Linked DNA regions of Rattus norvegicus: region 1 is linked to region 2. The links are chromatin contacts, called in public Hi-C maps. All regions are on one chromosome and are shown on one strand. Each heading gives the region's core, a stretch centred on a gene start, on an enhancer-like site or on the middle of the called end of the contact. The rest is flanking DNA. Distances are from core to core; before and after follow the strand shown. Region 1 holds the start of Rgs7bp (regulator of G-protein signaling 7 binding protein). Region 2 overlaps Rgs7bp (regulator of G-protein signaling 7 binding protein).

Region 1 (3,821 bases), core at 1,253-3,752, 60 kb before region 2:
ATACAAGGTGGTCAAAACAGGGCAGTCATAACAAGGTAGTCATAACAACAGGTGGCCTTAATAACCTTTTGAAATAAGGCACGGTTGCTGTTTCCTGGAACAGTAGTACAGAGCCATTTTGTAGTTAAGGATAGGTGGGGCATAGCCCAGCCCTTGAGAAACAGACTTAATCTTAACAGGATTGTCTTTACTATCAAAATGGCTTTCAAAACTAAAGTGGAGGTAGGCTGGTTAGTCATTTCCTTTTGCAGTAGATATCAATTAAAGACAGAAACCTGCCACTGCTCACTAAGCAAAGAATAAGAGACTATGGAGTGTTTAATGCTAAATGGGACATCTGTATCACATACCCTTGTCTCCAAGGCTAAGAGATCATGGAAGAGGGCATGGAAAGGTTGTAAGAGCCAGAGACAGTGCATTAATTCAAAGAATCAGCATGTTCCAGAAATAACAGGACAGTTCTACATATGAGCTCACCGCAGTTGTGATAGCATGGGTAAGACCTTAGCAAGATCAACCTAGTCAAAAACTCTTCATGGACAAGGAAGGGGGTCTTGAAACCCTATCCCTAGCTAAAGAGATTTTAACACTAGGTTGCTTCTGCTAAGTTTCCTTCAAGGATGCAGCCCCCAAGAGTCTACCCATGATCCAGAGATGGCCCTATTCCCATACACGCAGGGTATCACTAAGTGGTCTCAGTGGGTTTAAAAAGAAAAGAAAAAGAACACAGAAAATGGTGGGAGGGAATAGTAATGCAGGATGGTCCAGGATCTAGAGAGGAAGCAATAGAGGAATGTTATATGCATGTATGGAATTCTGAAACAATATGCACATATGCTTTTGAGAAGAACAAGGTAGAAGATGCTGCTTTTGTGTCCTGTCTGCTCTGGGCATGGCGTCCTTCCTCTTGGCAACTGGCTATTGCTCCCAAAGTGGACGTTGCAGGTGACACCTGGGTGAGGGGTTTCTCACACGTTTTTTGGCATGACTCAGTGAAGAAATGGCCATGGATGGTGAACTCCCTTCAGCCCTCACCCTTTTCTGGAAGCTGGGAGCAGAGTGGAAAATCCTGAGCTACTTAAGGATTGGGTTTTGTTGCAACAAGACATTCCCACCACCCCGTTCACTCAGACAGTACAATGGTTTTAGAAGGACTGTGTCAAGACCAGAGACGACAGTCTACTGTGCCTGTTTATTATCCAACACCATCTCAATGTGTTTATCTGCCCATTAAAAGACAAATTAACTAAAGCCGTGGGGTGGGGGGTGGGGCTCATGGGAAGAGTTTGGGGGGGTAAAATGAAGGGTACAAATGATGCAATTATATTTAGATTTCAAAAAAGAAAACAATCTAGAGGAACCTCTAATTCCCATTTAAAATGTTGGCCTGGCTATTGCTGGTTCTCCTTTCTGTGAATTCACCACATTCACCTATCATTGAATGACCAAGAACCACTGATTTGTTTTGCCAGGGTTGCTCAGCACAGAACTACTTCGGCAGGGGAACTAGTTTACCTTAGCACTCCTCTTCGGAAACAAGTATTCAGGGCATCGGAGTTGGATGAATGGCCTTACCACTCCCTCTTCCTTCCTGGAGGATGCTACAAAGTCACTGATCAGGGGAAAACTGACTGGCTGGGGACCCAAGCCCACCCCTTTCTGAAGACACCTTCACCTCTTTCCATTGGCTTCTGCCTCTGACCTCCTGTAGGGAGAAAGGGTCTCCTTGAGTGTTGGGGGAGATCTGTTGGCTCTTACTTCCTTTAGTCTCTGTTGGTAAACCCTTGCAGGGTTGACAGAACCACCTGAAGTGGGGCGAGGATAAGTACCAACTTGAGTGCCTTCACCTCCTCGCCCCTCCCAGGAACAAAGATCAAACAAAAGCAACTCAGGGCAACAGAGCTGTCCTTGGACTCTCTCAAGAGAGCTTCCTTTCCAAACAAAATACCCCACTCCCTCCTTTAGCCCCTGAAAGTCTCCTCTCAGATGACGACGGCCTTAAGCCCCAATCGGTTTATTTGAAATCCATGTTTAGGTCCCAGCATGTGGCAATGTTCTCCACTCTGATGACACTTTTCGTTTCTAATAATAGAGCAGATGAAGTAATATTGCAATTGATGTTCCCGGGAATTTGATTGGATAAGTGCATAAACTGTGGAGGGGAAGGAGATTGTATGGATCACATTAGTATTCCTGTCCTATCAATGTGCGGGGCCACGACCAACGTCAGCCGGACCGACTCCGTGCGTCTGCCAGTCCCGCCACGGATTCATCTGGGATCCTCACACACCCAAGCCCAGGGAGACGAGGGATCAAGGCGGCCGTATTAGCGCCAATTGCTTGCTGCGGAACAGCTCGCCCCTTCCAGGTCTGGCGGGTGTGGAGGGAGGGGAGAGGCGAGCCGCGCACGCCGCTGCGGGAAGACACCGAAGCAAGAGCGACACCCCCTCCCGCCCCCCACCCTGCAGCGCAGGCTTTGAACGCCGCTTCCCCCATCTGAATGGAAACTCGGAGCCGCCCGGCGGCGCGTTCCTCCTCGCTCAGCCTGTCAATCCATGCCGAGAGGAAGGCGGTGCAAGCCCGCGCCAGCAGCGTCCAGCTCCCGGGACAGGGCCGGCAATGCTGCTGAGCAGAACTTGATCGCGCCTCTCCGTCGCTGCTAGCGGAAGCGATGCTGTACCGCACAGGCAGCGCTTCCCCGGCTCTCCTTCAAGCTGAAGGTTACCCACCCGCGCAGCCAGCCGCAACCTTGTGAGCCGCGCGCGCCTCAGGTCCCGGCTCTGGCTGCTCCGCGGCGGCGTGCAGGGGCAACCACCGGGCCGCCCGCGCCGGGGCGCACTGCACCAGCGGCTTCGGCTTCGTGGATGTGTATGCATGAGTTCTGCACCGAATGGGCGCAAAAAGCGCCCCAGCCGGTCCACCCGCTCCTCGATCTTCCAGATCAGCAAGCCTCCGCTGCAGAGCGGAGATTGGGAGCGCAGGGGCAGTGGCTCCGAAAGCGCCCACAAAACCCAACGAGCCCTGGACGACTGCAAGATGGTGGGTGAAAAACTGCACCTTATTTTTTTGGGGGGGGGGTGGTTGGGGAATCGTGTATCTTAATCCTTTGCTTGAGTGCCAGCCACTCCCCACCCTCAGCCTCCCCATGCCGATCACGTGCACGATGTACTATTTTTAAATCTGTACTCCCCCAGATGCGGGGTGACACCCAGGTCGAAATGGCCCCGATGAAACAAGAGTCATGGGGTCTGGATCCTGGGAGTCAGAGGCTGTAGGTGATGCCTCCACCCCTGGAAGAATGGTAGAGGCGGTGAAAGAGGGTGAAGTGGCTGGCTCACCAGGGAGAGAGGTGGGGGTGCGGGTTTGTGGTGACACAGTAACAAACAAACCCAAACAGAGCGCAGGAGCGCTGCAGAGACTATGAAATGTCCCAGAGCAGAGGACAGGACATGGCCAGTCTATCAGGGTCCCAGCCAAAAGCGTTCAGTGGTCCAGCAAGAGATGAAAGGTTTGCCTGTTGTGTCCTACTTGTGGTTTGATCTTGTTTGTTTGTTTTGTGTTTGCTTGTTTTTCTGCGCCACTCCAACTCCGTATACTAGAAGTAGAAGAGAGCATCTATCTCAGTCCCCAGCATCATTCTCTCTTGTAGCCTGGGAGTGGCTTGATAGATGTTCTTGCTCTTCAGAAAACAAGTCTAAATGTGGGGGCAACTGGGACGGCAAGTGGAGCTTCCATGGCTCGCTTGCAGAGGGGAAAAAAAACATTGCCTTGTATAAAGAGACTTTGCCATCCTTGTACCTTAAGCTTTAAACAGTCCTAAG
Region 2 (3,939 bases), core at 666-3,165:
GGATCTACAAAGCTATTTTCAGACTCCATATAATTCCTTGCCAGAGACCATAAAGGGAAAATGCTAAGAAACTCAGAGGGGAAAAATGGAGAGGCCAAGAAACTTCCAAGCCAAAAAGGGTATAGGGGAGGGAAAGCAGCCAACACAGAATAAGAAACACATTTTATTTTGAGGACTAAAGAATGTCTTGTGAGCATCAGAGTAAGCCTGTGAGCCTGAGTCTCAGGACAGACACTCCTATAACAAGAACCAGAAGCCAGGGTGTGTAGCCAGTGAACTCCCCCAACCTCTCAGGTCTGGAGAAATCCCCCGGAGGCCCAGAAGAAGCACTATAATAGTGTATGGGTCGCGACCCTTGGAGTCACATATCAGATACCCTATGTATTGTATATTTACACTACACTTCATAGCAATAGCAAAATCAAGCTTATGACATAGCAATAAAATGATTTCATGGTTGTGCCAGCCACCACAACATGAGAAACTGTATTAAAAGGTCGTAGCATTGGGAAGGTTGAGAACTACTGCTTGACAGTGTCTACACCTATCCCCAACTTTCTCATTCCTACCATGAAAGTAGCACTTATGGAAAGTAAGAGATAAGGTACAATTCAATAGTAATATTTTAACTTTATCTCAGCATAGGTATTATAATGTCAGAACAGTGATGGCTACTTGTTTTAAATAGAGCTTTCACTTTTAAAATGGAAAAATAAAAATAACAAGACTCGTGGTAATGCTACTCATTAGTTCCTCATGAGTTCTCCAAAGTATCATGAAGAAACAGCCAAGATTCTGGCAAAAGCAGAGGCAACAAGAAGGCGAGACTGGGCTGAAGCTACACAGCGAACAGCCCCTCAGAGCCCCGGTGTTTTACATAAAGGATACCAAGTTGCTCCCATAACGCGATTGCACACCGAGTTCCCTCTTGCCTTTAAAAGTCAAGTCTCATTTATGACTGACTTTAAGCGCTTCGGGGCAGAGCTTGATCCAGGCTCAGCTCACTGCGGAGGAAGTCACAGAGCCAGCCATATGGTCCCATGTAATAACATGCTGTGAAGTGAGAGAGGAGATGATGCTTCAGTTGCTTTTGCAAAGGTTCCTGGGGGCACCAAACCTGCAAAGACTCTGTGAGCAAAGTACAGGTTTCCACCTAATGCACAGGTCCATAAGAATTCTCAAGAGGGGGTTTGGGGATTTGGCTCAGTGGTAGAGCGCTTGCCTAGCAAGCGCAAGGCCCTGGGTTCAGTCCCCAGCTCCGGAAAAAAAGAAAAGAAGAAGAAAAAAAAAAGAATTCTCAGGAGGAAGCTTGTGAGCTTGTGGGAAATTTCCTTGTCTCTGGCCTCCTGGATAACTTGGATTTCTCTCTTTTATGGGGGCCTCTATTGTGTATAAAGTGACACAGTCACTGGATAGGTCTCTGGCTTCTCTTCTGTGTTTCTGACCTTCAAGAATTTGAAACCTAAAATAATTACTAGATCATACACTGTTCTCTTATGATTTCACTATCTAGCTTTTGATGATATAGACTTAGGGGAGCATCTTGAGAAATAGCCATCACTAAGCCATGGTTAGGGTTAAAGTTGCTTTAAAATGAATGCACAATCCATCCTTGAAAAATCGAAGCAGATATTTGGGAGTGATATCCTGAAGAGCGTTCTCCTTCATTGTCAAAGAGTTCCACCCCTCTTCTCTGGTCCCACTCGGTTTCCTGCGACATTTTCTGCCATTTGGCTTGATAATCAAAAGCAGAATTAATTCCAAAAGGCTATCTTCGCTCTGGTGGAAGTTCTGCTTCCCATCTGTGCAAGGTGACACCCGAGTGTTTATCTGTCCTCACTAAAATCTGTGACAGGCTGAATAGTCGTTGGTGGGTCACCTTCTCACCCCATGGTTCCTCAGTTGAACGGTACATTCCCTTAACCAAAGCCTATTATGGGAACTGCACGGAAACAAGGACTATTCTGTGACAGACACAGTTAAGTAAGCACAACTTTGATGTAAGATGGATTGCAGCTGGCTTCTGACAACCGTTCATTCTTGTTTGCCCACCCGGAGTCTCACTGGATCCTTGCAGTGACCTTGAGTGGTTTTCCTCCATTGCTCTTCTATTTCACAGAGAGGATACCAGTCTCTGAGAACTCAAAGTGGTTTTCCTAAGATAAAAAAAAAAAAAATTCTAGATGTCTGTTTTCTGACTCCAGCTCTTTTTCCTGTGGTTGTCCCTGTGCCTTCACTTCCGTGAGCAATTCCTTTTATGAGGGACACACTACCAAGGCAACAAACATGTCGCTCATTTTTTCAAAAGTTATTAATGATTGCAGAGACCACCAACGTCTAGTAACGTCAGCAAAAAGGAGCAGATAAGTTTAGGGCCAAGATGTGCATCCTCACACAAATGCCCAGCGTAACTCCTGACCTTGACCTCAGCAGCTGTCATGCTTCCCAGTTATTTGGTCCCATTTACACCATTGACTATTTGGGCAGAGTAAGTACCTACCCACAAACTAGAGCCCACAACTAACGTCTTATTCTGTATATATTGCTTCATCGTACACCTAACTGCCGGTTCATCCCTCTGTCCAGCCAACAACTCATACAGCTTTTCTGGAATTGCAAACATCGGCCAACTTTACTCCTAAGTAAGTCATGAATTCCTGGAGCCACCCAGGTCCGTGTGAAAGTACTGAGTGCATACAGTAAATACACTAATATTCAGTGTGCCATTCGGCGGATTTTGTCGAACATGAACACCATCTCACTCACCCTAGAGATGTGGAGTCTCAGCCTGCTCTGGCCTTCAGCCATCATTTTAGGATCACTTTAGGATACTTCATCACCTCTTTCTTTCCCTTCTCCATCTTCAGGTGAATGGAGATTTGCTTTGCTTTTTCCCGGTAAGGATTTTCTGTCAAGATCATATTTCTAAGATACACTCATGTTTTGAGCACAAGGAGTTAGCTACTTTTGATTGTTGAGTTTAATGATACCTTTTAGAAATATACTATATCCTTTAGCTCTTTTCCACTTGATAGACAATTAGGCTATTTCCAGTTTGGGGTTCTTCCAAGTAAATCCAGCAAGCATTCTTGTATGGATCTATCCATCATTGTTTTTGTCAGTCTTGGGCAAATACTTAGGAATGAAACTACCAGGTCATGGAATTAATGTATATTCAGTTTTATAAGAGGTTGTCAGTTTCCTCCAAAGGGCTTGGGCCATTTTTTTAACTCCTACTGACAGTACGCCAGAGTCTCTGTCTTGTTGCTGCTCACCGCCTTTGGGGTTATCAGAATGGTTTTCCTTTCAGTCCTTCCAGGAGGCCCTCATCCTATTGCTTTTATTTACAAGGCAAGGGCCTTCACAGTTGAGAGTTTCCATTTCAAAAGATGCCTTGAGTGGTACCTGCTTTCAAGTCCTCATGCAGTTGGACCACTCAAGCTTTCGTGGGTGAACTTAGGAGTTGGTTGAAAGCAGTTATAATTTGGGATTTCTTTTAAATGGTTCTGGGTTTAACTTGAGCTTCAAAATTGGAGTTCTTGATATCTTCTTGGAACTGATTCTTAGGGTTTTTTCTCTATAAACGTTGAGGCCTTCCAATTAATCAAAATCGTCAGTTTGTCTCTTGGCTTGAAGTCACTATGGAAAAAAATATTACAATATATTCATTAACTCATAAAGTTTCTTTGCATGAATTATATAAGCATCGCCAGAGGGGTGACTCTTGTGATGGAAACTTTGATTTCAGGAAGTGAGTCCTTTGGAGGGAGCAAGAGTAACATCGAAAAGTTACAAAGTAACTCATGGGGAGTCCTCGGGTCTCCTTTTATCTTAATGTCAGTGTTTCCTTAGTTCTTGTCATTTATCCTAAAGCATTTTCAAGTGTATGAATTGGGTTTTTGTTTGTTTGTTCATTTGGGTTTTTGCTTTCCTCTGTTG

Evidence for each region. A called contact is a pair of places that touch in the nucleus more often than the background predicts.
Region 1: a Hi-C map of frontal cortex shows a contact between it and region 2, with 2.3 times the contacts expected there. The contact joins the promoter of Rgs7bp here to the enhancer-like site in region 2. A contact is called at or near these places in 2 of 12 Hi-C or Micro-C datasets (frontal cortex and kidney).

Annotation. Positions count from the first base shown.
Region 1 is chr2:37,963,934-37,967,754 of GRCr8, reverse strand. It overlaps Rgs7bp (regulator of G-protein signaling 7 binding protein), which reads left to right and starts at 2,502. Exons shown (of 6, transcript NM_001012347.1): 1 at 2,502-3,039. The coding sequence starts at 2,875.
Region 2 is chr2:37,902,912-37,906,850 of GRCr8, reverse strand. The region is part of intron 2 of Rgs7bp (regulator of G-protein signaling 7 binding protein); the gene reads left to right. Among named protein-coding and RNA genes, the nearest start is that of Rgs7bp, 60 kb to the left of the region's middle. Within about 2 kb of position 1,915, at least 6 of the 93 cell types and tissues checked have an H3K27ac peak or open chromatin away from gene starts, as enhancers often do.